Regions from separate parts of the Zea mays genome. Here region 2 is linked to region 1. The links are chromatin contacts, called in public Hi-C maps. All regions are on one chromosome and are shown on one strand. Each heading gives the region's core, a stretch centred on a gene start, on an enhancer-like site or on the middle of the called end of the contact. The rest is flanking DNA. Distances are from core to core; before and after follow the strand shown.

Evidence for each region. A called contact is a pair of places that touch in the nucleus more often than the background predicts.
Region 2: a contact with region 1 is called in a Hi-C map of tassel, with 3 times the contacts expected there. The contact joins the promoter of LOC103653895 here to the promoter of LOC100275060 in region 1. A contact is called at or near these places in 6 of 25 Hi-C or Micro-C datasets (bundle sheath, ear, endosperm and 2 more).

The regions. Positions count from the first base shown.
Region 1 is chr4:159,227,054-159,233,025 of Zm-B73-REFERENCE-NAM-5.0, reverse strand. It overlaps LOC100275060, which reads left to right and starts at 2,774. Exons shown (of 2, transcript NM_001363922.1): 1 at 2,774-2,816; 2 at 2,915-3,561. The coding sequence starts at 2,964. The coding sequence ends at 3,353.
Region 2 is chr4:159,377,294-159,383,231 of Zm-B73-REFERENCE-NAM-5.0, reverse strand. LOC103653895 (protein FAM32A-like) reads right to left here and starts at 3,032. Exons shown (of 2, transcript XM_008680704.4): 1 at 1,752-3,032; 2 at 1,139-1,633. The coding sequence starts at 1,629. The coding sequence ends at 1,291.

The DNA of each region.
Region 1 (5,972 bases), core at 1,525-4,024:
GGGGGCTACACCCGACGGGTGCGCTCGCGCGCACCCATCAGAACCAAACACAACCGAGAAGGGTCGGTCCCCTTGCAAAAATCCGGTGGAACCTCCAAGCGAGTGCCCACACTCCCTTAGAGGCTCGGGGGCTACTGTCGGGTACCGTAATTAGAGGTATGTTGGAGCGAAGGCAAAGACGCCACCCTTCGCTCGAGGCCTTCGCTGCAGCCGCTGGTCCGCCGGAGGCAAAGCGGGCAGGGACACCCTTCGCAGGACTCGGCGCTTTGACGAAGGCCTGCGGCGACGACCTCACACGGCGCGGCCTCGTTCAGCCCCAAGGCCCACGTGTGATCCGGCCCATTGTAACGGGCCCCGCGTGGCCGCCTCTGTATTACGGGCCTGACTTGTAAAGGCAAACTTGTAATTACAGCTTGTAACCCTGCTTTATGGGAATATTCCGGGGATAAACTAGGCGTCTGAGGGCACATGCGTCCTTAACACAAGACGCTGGGCACTCAGACACCTATAAATACCCCCGCACAGTGCCCGTGAGAGGCTAGATCAACAGAGCTATTGCCCCCGTGCACGTAACCCTATTGTCGCCATTGTTCACCCCCGTTGGCCCACTTGCAGCAGAGAGCAAGTTCCAACAAGGTACCCCCAATACTCCTAAGCACGGTCGGAAAACATCTTCAGAACAAACCATAAACAGCTTATGAAGCGCGGGTCAAGTTAGGGCCTCGTCTATCAAGGGACGCAACCTCATCCGAGCCCAGCCTCGGCCTCGGGCGGGAACAGTAGTCCCGGGGGGATTCACGCCTCGCCCGAGGGCCTCCTCAGGCAGTGAGCGCACCCTCGGCTCGCCCAAAGCCCAGCTTGGGGCGAACTTTGTCGTGCAGCGACCTTGGCCAAATCGCCTTACCAACCGACCGTATCGCATGCGCATTTAATGCGGGGATCGCCTGACACCTTATCCTGACACGCGTGCCTTAGTCGGCAAGGTTGAAGTGACCGCAGTCACTTCGCCCTTTCACTGACTGTTCTGACAGGAAAACAGGACTGTTCGACCCCGCTCCGGCTAATGTGCCAACCACCAGGGTAAGACTAGCAACAGTAAGTCGTGACCTCTCCTAAGTTCGGCCTCGGGCGCGACATCGAGCTCCGCCTCGCCCGACCCAGGCCTCGGCCTCAGCCCCGGCCTCGAGGAAGGTCTCTGCCTCGCCCGACCCCAGGCCTCGGCCTTGGGGGAAGGTCCCCGTCTCACCCGACCTAGGGCCTCGGCCTCAGCCTCGGCCTCGGGAGGAGTCACATCCACGCTCGACCTCAAAACTCGGCCTCAGGAGAAGTCTCCGCCTCGCCCGACCTCGGCCTCGGACCGACTACGCTACAGGGGATGCATCATTACCCTACCGCTAGCTAGCCATCCTTTGCTACGAAGGAACAAGACCGGATTCACATCAAACTACTCCGATAGCAGGTAATGATGGTTCCCCGCGTGCATCCCTGACGTCAAGGGTTCTCAGCTCCCTACGGAAGCAAGACAACGTCAGCAGGATCCATGCCGCACCGCCACCTGTGCTTCTACAGGGCTCAAGGCACTTCTCCGACGGCCACGTTAGCTCGTGTACAGGGCTCAAGGCGCTTCTCCGCCAGCCACGCTAGCACTTAGCTACACCCCCATTATACAGCTGGACATCTCCTTGTATCTATAAAAGGGGATGTCTAGAGCCTTCCTAAGGCAGGTTCGCACGAGGACAGACGGGGAGACACGTTGACGCAATACGTTGACGTTGAGACAGAGACGGATGCATGCAGAGACTCTCTCTCTCTCTCTCGCGATGCTTGTAACCCCTACTACGAGCACCCCGGTGCAAGATAATATAAGCTTCATTCCCCTGCTTGTGTTCCATCTTGCATCAACCCATCTGGGCAGGGGCACGCAGCAACAAATTCACTAGTCGGTTGACGGACCTCGCGGGTCCGAAACGCCGACATGTATAACAAAACAAATAATAATATTGATAATACCAAATAAACACCATTAGATTCTTTACTATTTGTATTTTTTTAATAATATAATGATTTAATATTATGAATCTTTATATTTTTTTAATAGTTTGGATCAAGTGTGAGATTCTTCTAAGAAAGATAATGGAGGGAGTATTTTTTAATCTTGACGTGAATCCCTCCATTATTTTTTAGTTCTTGCAGCCAAACAGTTCATTTACCACGTGATTGGTTGCTCAGACTACTGCGCCTAGGCTGGCCTCATCCCGTTGACCGTGCTTTGGCATATGTTTGGTTGGCTGCAGAGCAGGAGGACAACATGTACCCGCTCATGCAGTGTAGTATTTTTTGTGCTCACTCGCCTGCATGCGTGGAAACGCATTTCCTCCGCGTTTCCAGCGGGCCAGGCCGGCGCGATGCGGGCGTCCAGCACCCTGGTAACCAATCACGTGGTTAGATGTCAGATTGGATAAATTTAAATTCATAGTAAGTTAAAACTCTTTCTAAAATTTTCTAATCTTATCCAATACATTTGAAATAGAAATAACCGGACAAGAACTAAGCCGATGAGAAATCCAGATCAGACCTGCAATGACGCAGTGGTGCCGGTCCTCAGGAATTCTTCAGTGACATGTGACGCGTGGGGCCCGCTGACTGCGCATGCATCGTAGCGTTTGACAGGCTGCAAGTACCGTTAGTACATCTGTATATCCGCAGTATTTAAACAACCGATCGAACTGTGGAAAATGGAAAAGGTTCCACCTGCTGCGTCCCTTTCCAATATTTTTTTTAGTTACATAGACAAACACCTCTGAGCTGTCTCGCTCGTAAGCTCCTCTTCTCTCTACATAAAAACCCTAGCTTGGACACGCACAAGTGACAGTGTTGTTACATAATATTCCTCCGTTGTTCACTTGTTCTCTAGCTACTACTGCCTACTGGCGTTACCAGATCGAAGGATAGACGGGCGATCCATGGAGCTGGAGGCTGCTGCCGCGCCGGCTACGTGCAGGAGGGACGGGCGGAGGCTGGTGAGGTGCCCGCGGCTGCAGCTGGACACCGAGACGGCCACGGCCATCGAGCGTTCCACGGGGGAGAGCGTCGCCGCCGAGGGCGCGATGCGCGTCAAGATCGTGCTCAGCAAGCAGCAGCTCAAGCAGGTGGCGGCGGCCGTCGCCGCCGCCGGGAGCGGCGGCGCCTTCGCCGGGCTGCCGCCGGCGCTGGAGCAGCTCGTCAGCGTGCTGAAGCGCCGCCAGCACGCCAGGAAGCAGCAGGCTGCTGCGGCCGACGCGGTGGCTGCTGCCGGAAGGCGCCGGGGCCGCTGGTCGCCGGCGCTGCAGTGCATCCCGGAGGAGTGCTTTTAGCTAGAGCTAGGCGTGCGTGCGTACGTACGTTTGTGTAGTACTCTGTATTCTAGCTACATTCTGCTTGTATATAGCTAGCTAGCTAGCTTTCCCCAAATTTTCGGGCTCTTCTTCCTTGGGTCGCGTTCGCGACGTGCCGATCGATTGGGCCAAAATGAGCGTCCGATGGTTGCATCACAAATTTGAAATGTCACTTGTTTCAATCTGGCATTTGCCACTACTTGGACCGATCGATCGATTCAGAAAATTACCAACCCCCCGGCCTCCCCCCGTTTCTGAGATTATGGGCCTATTTGTTTGTATAATAGTTCAAAAATAAATTAGATTATATAATCTGAATATATTATAATCCTAAACAAAAAACCCCATAGATTAAAGAAAAGGACAATGAACTGGGAAAAGGAACCATGCATGGCAGCGTGTCAAGTCTCTTTCTTTGCCGTCAAGTTGTTGTCCTGCTCCATGTGTATGTGGCAGTGAATACTGATCAAGCAGCAGGTGCCCCGTGCGCCGCGCTGGCTGCTGCAGGGTGCGAGAAATGGCCAAATGGTTGCCAGGCCACAAGATTCCTCTTGAAGTGTACAGTAGTACGATAAGATCTGTGTACACGAGAGGGTTACAGTTGTGGCTTATGCATGATCGGATCGGAAGGGTGGCGATTAGTGAGCGCCATGGCCTACTGGGTCCGCCTGTGGTGTGTATCATCATTTGCCAGCGTCCAATCAGCTTCAGTGCCGAGTCGATCGGATGCGAGTTTTTCATTAGTGCTCGCCTTGATTCCTTAGCTGGAGCCACAATGTGCAGTGGATTGACGCTGCTGCTCATCGCCCGGAGCCCCGGACGATGTAAAGGTGAGGTTTTCTCTCTCGCAGAAATGGAGTACGGGCGAGACAAGGTAAACTGTGAAGCACTGCACATATGCACAGCACAGGAGGGGCGGAGGCGAGACCGCGAGAGAAACGAAAGACCGGCAGATCGTCAGAGCCAGTATATAGCCTTTACAGGCTCTCGGGCGATGCAAACATGTTGAAGCACAGCCTGGTCCTACATACCGGGTGTGCGTTCAACGGCCAGCTTTCGCTCGGCTCGGTTTTAATCCGTATTGTTTCCTACTTTTTATACAGTGGTTTTATTATCTCTTTATTAGTTGTAGCAGTCTAAACAGTCGGTTTTAATCCGAAGCGAATAGCAGAGGGTTATTCCTCCATAATAATATATAAATACTAGTGCAATAATATACGTACGTTGCGACGACACACAATCATACTCAACGACATTGAATACATCGTCTCTAAACAGTCACGTAAGCAGCAATTAAATGGAAAAAAATCCAATGTGGATGCTAGGAGAAAGACATTGGTCGTCCTTTCGTGAGGAGACGACTTCGGCTCGCGTTCCATAACATTCATAGTCCAAAACCATAGTCAAAGTCCAGACATTGATCCATAGGAACAAAACGCACAAAGTCCATAACATTCATACAACAAAGTCCACAAGTTAACATAGTATACAATGTACAAACAATCAACAGTTTAAAATACTCTATAACTAGATTCCATCGCTACTTCCTAGATTATCATTGACGTTGCTAACAGCATCAGTGTCTAGAGTGTAAGGGCTTAATGTGCGTCGTCTTCATGCTCGAGGCTATGATGGTTGAGTCATAGGACTATTTATAAGCTAAGACGACCCAATCTCATGGTAAGTCTGCTCCACCTCGTCCTTATCCTAGTTGTCATGCCCTAGGCTAGAGAAGTGTCGATTCTTGTTTGGAACAAGCTCTGTGTTATGGTCCCTACAACTTCATGGTGACAAAATTATACCAACAAGTTGTGTGGATGACACATGTATGTCCATCCCCTGTGCTTGTCCTGCAACCACAATGCCGCTTGGCGTTGATGATTTTTTAGCTTATATCATTCGAGAATTTGTTATACAATCAGATACAAAGATTATAGGTACTAATTTTGTGAGTAGCACCATCATATCTTACTGGTAAGAAGGTAAGCATCCTCACACCATCGATTGTCCTACATAAACATTTAATGCGCTCCATAGATTGCTTGAGGGTGTTGCCCTTGAAACATGAAAAATAAGTGATAAGAGTTTATATGTAGTGGTATGGCCATTAGAAGTAAGCAACGAGATTGTACATTACCTTGTCTATGATCGATGTTGCCTTGACCTATGTTCCTAGATGAGTAGATTGGTTGTACGACATGTTTTCTTTATCTAAGGACTCAAAGTCAACATAGTCATATTGTGTCCATTGACTTAGCTTGCACCATGTCGTAGCATGGTACCAAGCTAGGTATTGATAAAAGTTGTTGTTGGTGTGTGTCTCCTCGTTCTTGTCCATGTTGTCTTCCTTTTTCCCATTGTTTAACATAGTTATGGTGCTGGGTCTTGAACTGTATATCACTCTTCCAGCGTTGAGGATCAAACCTCCATGTCACGAATACTTGTTCTTAGGATTAGTAGGAAAATGTAGGACACTTTAATTAATCATTGAGTTGTAGGACACTTACTTGTGCTAGTCCACCGACATGGAGAATGGCTCGACCGGCCACTCATGTCTCTTACTAAACTAGCGTGCAACCCTAACCCTACGTGGAAGGT
Region 2 (5,938 bases), core at 1,783-4,282, 150 kb before region 1:
GGCAAGAGGCACCAATTGTGTGGTGGCCCTTGCGGGGGAAGTTTTGTTCCCGGCTTTGATTTGAGAAGAGAAGCTCACTCGGTCCGAGGGACCGTTTGAGAGAGGGAAGGGTTGAAAGAGACCCGGCCTTTGTGGCCTCCTCAACGGGGAGTAGGTTTGCGAGAACCGAACCTCGGTAAAACAAATCCGCGTGTTACACTCTTCATTTGCTTGCGATTTGTTTTGCACCCTCTGTCTCGCGGACTCATTTTTATTTCTAACGCCAACCCGGCTTATAGTTGTGTTTATATTTGTAAATTTCAGTTTCGCCCTATTCACCCCCCCTCTAGGCGACTATCAGTCTGCTCGCGATACACGAGATCCCCTTCCATGGAGGGTGGTCGAGGACCAAGATCCAGGGTGCATGGAAGCCGACCTACCCAGGGGGTGCGGGGGGAGAGGACGGATCCGGCGCAGAGCGGACTAATGACGGCAATCTCGGGCGGAGGGAGGAGCGGATCCGACGCAGAGGGGTAGGAGAACCTCGGATCCGTGGGTGAGGGCTCGGCGCGGGCATAGCTGGGGCTGCCATCGCGAGTGGGGGAAGCGGACGGATCCGGCACGGCGCAGCGACTGTGTTGGAGCTCAAGGAAAGGGGCGACATTCACGGAGGACTCACTTGGATGATGGGAGATGGAGGCAGAACATGGTGCACGGTGTGGACGCCTACACACCGTGCTTATAGAGTAGTAGGGAAAGGCGCCTATCCTATTGGTTCACGCCCGATTAGCGAAGTCGGCTCGACAATTTAGCCAAGTTCGGTTAGGTGGGCAAGGATTTCCAATTGGTTCTCACGTCCATGAGCGTTTGTTCCGATTCAGAGAAAATCGAAATAATATATACAAACTCAATAATAATTCTTTGCATCAAACATCAATCAATTCGATTTGGTTTAGACTGCTTCAGGTGGGCCTCGATTCAGCCAACTTCATGTTGCATCAGAAGTTGTACTTTCTAGTTTTTAATCTGTTGTTAAGCTCTGCCAATATATTGAAAGAAAATGAGTTCCCTTGAAATATCAAAGCGGGTCGTATTTTGAATAAAATGAATGCAACTAAATCGGGCAACAAAAAAAGGCTTAAACACGGGATCAAAATACTTGGAACAAGCCTTTGAAAATAAATATTGTCTGCTGGTGGCAACAAGTCGTTTTATAACAATTGTAAAACGATACATAAAATGCTAACAGAAAACTAGATGAACCCACACAGTATACAATTATTTGTGCGTAACACAGCTAGATTGGCCATGTTAGCCAGGGCCAACTTTGGGGATGTCGTAGTGGTCGCTCAGCTTAGCCAGGTACTGGTTGAAGTCCTGCATGCGGTCCTTGTGTGACTTGTTGGCGACTTTGGCTATCTTCTGCATGTCGATCTTCTGCTTCTGTTCCATGTATCGACGCTCTGCTGGTGTGAGATGGTCATAGTCAAGATGTGAGTTCCCTTCATCTACATTCTTATCAGATTCAGTCTGAGACGACTCCTCACGCTGGTACTTTTTCTTCTTTTTCTTTACTCCACAATCTTTCACGTCCAGCGCTTTACCCTTCAACTTCAACCGTCCCCCAACGACGTTTTGGTATTCCAACATCTTGCTGTAACAAAGAAATCTAGTAAAGTTATAGAGAGACTGCCGTTAAACACGAGAGACGGAACTGCAGACGTTGTAGAGAGACTACGAACTGAAGGGATTACACGCTAAATATATAGTACCTAGTCACACGGGATTGAAGCGTCCAGAGTCCGTGTCCGAGCTCCTGTTCCACGCGGTGTCCGTGTTCGTGTCCGAGTCCGGGTCCGAGCTCCTGTTCCACGCGGTGTCCGTGTTCGTGTCCGAGTCCAGAGTCCGTGTCCGAGTCCAGAGTCCGTGTCCGAGCTCCACGTTTTGGTGCAGTTCAGTCTTGTGGTTGTGGGGAACAGTATTTGTCCGAGGCCCATCCTCGCGCGGTGCTCCCGTGCAAGGGCAGGTTCTCTCGTGCGGGCTGCGGTGCTGTGCGCTGACGTCGGCGCAGCCGTGCCGCCTTGCGGAGCCGTCGCATCTGTCATGCTGCGGCGGTCGCCAAACTCGTCGTGCCTGCACCGTTGCTCCTCCGGGAACACAAGCGACCCCGACCCCGGCCGAGAGGAGACCTTGCCGGACCCGTGCGACCGCAGGCCGCTCTCGCTTCGACCCCGGTCCATGGCCTCCCCGCCGGCAACCCCAGACGCTCCCCGAAGATAGACGGGCAGGCACCGCAGCCACTCCACTCGACGCCTTTCCGCGCCTTGCTATACTTGGCTCGCAGTGATGCCTGACTTTTGGGTTCGTCGCCGGTTTATGCTAGCGGTGGTGCTCGCGGTCGCGTGACGGCGGGCGAAGCAGAAGGTTCCGGAACAACGTAGAGCTGAGCAGCCGCAGCCGGCAAGCCTACAAGGCTACAACTACAATACAGTCAAAACTTATGCCTGTCGTCTTACTGCCCACAGCCACAGGCCACAGGCCACAGATTGGGTGGCCAGGTCGCGTACGTGGCATGCCATGGCAGGGGTTCGGTAGGAGGTGCGATTAGATGATTGGGTTAGTTGGAATCAAAAAGATTTGGCAGCGTGATTTAGGCCGCGAGCGTTCCGTCTTCTCCGCTCCGCCGCCGCTCTCTGCTCGCACAGACGCACAGGCACGGAGTTGCTCGCTTCTCCGCCGCGGCGCCGGCGGCCGTCGCTCGCTCGCTCCGCGCCTTCGTGGGACTGCCGCTCGCGTTTGCGTTCGCGTCTCCCCTCTGCGCACTGCGCTAGTGCGTTGTGCCTCCGCGGGCGGAGGAGGAGAGGAAGACGCTGCCGGCCGCCGGCGGCTTAAAAGGGCTGGGACGCAGGGCACGATTATCAGTTTGTGCCTTGAGAGTTGCATGTTTCGCATAGATCTTATCTAAGAAGCTAATGATCGGTGAAAAACAACTTCTACTTTATCTGATTTCAGTTTTTTTTCTAGAGAAGCAACTGAACTGCTAAGCAGCTATTAGCAGGTACCGATCTACGAAAAGATTATGAAATAAATTATGCAAGAAAAAACAAGAGTGGACTCACATTTGTGACAGAACTGCAGAAGTCTTGAGTTCTCTTCAATTTATAGAACTCTATGACATAGCAAAAAAAAGTTATTCTCATAGCCAAAAAGAAAACATCAGGACGATCACATAATAGTCTAGGATTTACCTAGAATTGTGATTCAATTTATGACTTCTTTAGATATAAAGACCAATTCTTAGCTATGTCTATAAATTAGTCAAAATTAGCTCTAGTGCATCTAACAGAAGGGTTAATGTAACACCCCTGGTGTTACGATAACTAAAAATTTTTGTATGTCATCATCTGCACTTGCATTAACTGCTTGTTACACATAGAATGCATTCACTAGATCAAAAATTTTACAATAAGATGATGTTGTGTGCAGACTACAGAGTAGAGGACCTAGTTAAGGATCTAAGCTAAACAAGAGCAGGTCATCCCTTGAGCAAGTAACAAATTGACTTTGAGTCTTGAAGTGCTAAAGGCAATTTCTAGAGTCTATAGAAAATTTGTTTTCAAAGATAGATCAAGTGGAAGAAATACTTGGACCGAAGGATTAACTGCAAAATCCTAAGGCTTGAAAACCTTTATTGGAATTGAGTGTAAGCAAACAACTCCTAAATCAAGGATACTTTGGACCTGAGTTCTATAAGCCAAAGTTGGATTTGAGATTAAGGAGCAACTTTGCTTTAGGAGGATGGATAAGTTTGCTTTTGATATGTGGATTAGAAGTGGTGAAGCACTTAGGGTGGTTGAGTATCTATAAGCCCTAAACTTGCCCAAAGGTGGAATTTAAAATCTAGAAAGGATTGGTTAAAAGTTCATATACCAAAGTTGTAGAGCTTGGAATAGTGAATAATTCTTATTTGGATATTTCCAAGTTTTATAGAGAAAATTGGAGTAATTCACAAAAATTCAGTTTTGGGTTCATTTTGGAACTTCTGAAAATATATAAACTAGTCAAATTTGGACCCTTGTAACTTCTGATCTAGGACCATTTTGAAGATGATCATTATAACAAAGTCATAGAGCTACATGAGGAGTATAAGTTTGGTTAAGTCATCTAGCTCTAAAACTATTTGGAACTTAGAGAAAAACTGGTCCAAAGTAGAGCTAACAGAGTTTCTCGATTTCAGACTTGGTAGAATTCGGAGTCTGAATTTCAGCAATTGGAGCAAACTTTGGGCTATTGTAGTTTGGAATCCAAGAGGTTTTGGTTAATGACCACTATAGAAAAATTGTGGGATACGTATAGGAGAACAACTTTTATTAAGTGTGACAGCCCTGGAACTATATACAACTAGGAGAAGAGGTGATCCAAAGTGGGGTTGACAGACTTTTGAGTTTTCAGATTTGGAACAGTGACTGAAACTGAGATTTCAATATATATAGCTGTTTTTGGAGCTCAATTGTGCCTAATCCATGAGGTTTTGGGCTGTAGAATATATAGAGGTATTAAATACCATATGATGGTGAATAAGTCTCCTTAAGTGACTTTGGTTTGATCCTACACAAAAGTTGGAGAGAAAGCTTGCTCAAGGTTGGACTGACAGACAGTGCTTTAACTGCATTTGGTTCAGTTCTGAAATCTGAAATTTGTTGTATGGTGCCAAGTTTGGAGCCCTTTTGTGGTTGTTCTATAAGGTTTTGGACTGAGGTTTTTATAAATGAACTAAATACCACCTAATGGTGAACAACTTTATTAAAGGATAATGGACATGATCCCACATAAAAAGTGGTGTAACAGCTGCTCAAAGTTTGACTGTCAGGTGGTTGGTGACTTAGTCTATTCAGAACTGAAAATCTGAAATCAGTATTTTTAGTGCAGTTTTGGAGCTGTGTAGTGCCTGTTCTAGGTGCTTTTGAACCAAAGTTTCTGCAGCAAGCTTGAAGACCATGTGTTAGAGAACAATATCCTTTAAGTAAGTTGGGCTTGACCCCACACACAAAGTGGTGTGAAGACTGCCCAAAGATGGACTTTCAGTTGCAGAGACTGAATTTCATTCAGCTGCCTGAAAACTGAATTTACAGTGTGTGGTGTCAGTTTGGGAACACTTTTGTGACCATTCCATCATGTTTTAGTCTAGGAACGATATAACAAAGTTGAAGACCATATAATGGTGATCAAATCTTCTTAAGAAAGTTTTGTTTGGTGTTGCACAAAAATTGAGTAAACTGTGCCCAAACATTCTTTGTCAGGCATGTGTGTTCAGTTTCTTGTTCAGTTAGCTGCAGCTGAATTCTAGTGTTTTTACTCAACTTCGGGGCATTATAACTCTTGATCTGTGAGTATTTGACTTAGGGCTTCTGCAGAAAACTTGTAGAGTTTGGCTTTGTGAACATGTTTTGTGAACCAAGGTTGGCTTGTTGTTACTAAGAACCGGGAGAAAGATTGCTTGTAGTTGTGCTGTCAGACTTTGGGAGTTTCAGCACTAGGTTCCGTTTACTGAAGCTGAAGTTCATTGTTTTTCATCTGACTTTGGAGTTCTCCTTTGCTTTGTCCATGACGTTTCGAGCTGCAGTCCCTATAGAAAAAGTTAGGGGATAGTTTGGTGAACAAATTGAGTTAGGGGTGATATCTTTGTCACCACTTGAAATCGTGAGATTAAAGGGGGTCAAAGATGGGGTTCAGCCGGTTAGTGCTCGGTTCTGTTTCAGAAAACTAAAACTTCTGTAGTTAATGCATGAGTAGGGGCAGAGCTCGTCAACGTCGCTCTCTTGCGTCATGATTCGGACCAAGGTTGAGATATGGATGGGTGTTGGCGAGATGGTAATAGAGGGTAACACCAGTGCTTCAAATATCTACGCCTAGAAGGGTGTAGAGTTTATCCACAACCGATGACCTCTCTGCCTACTTG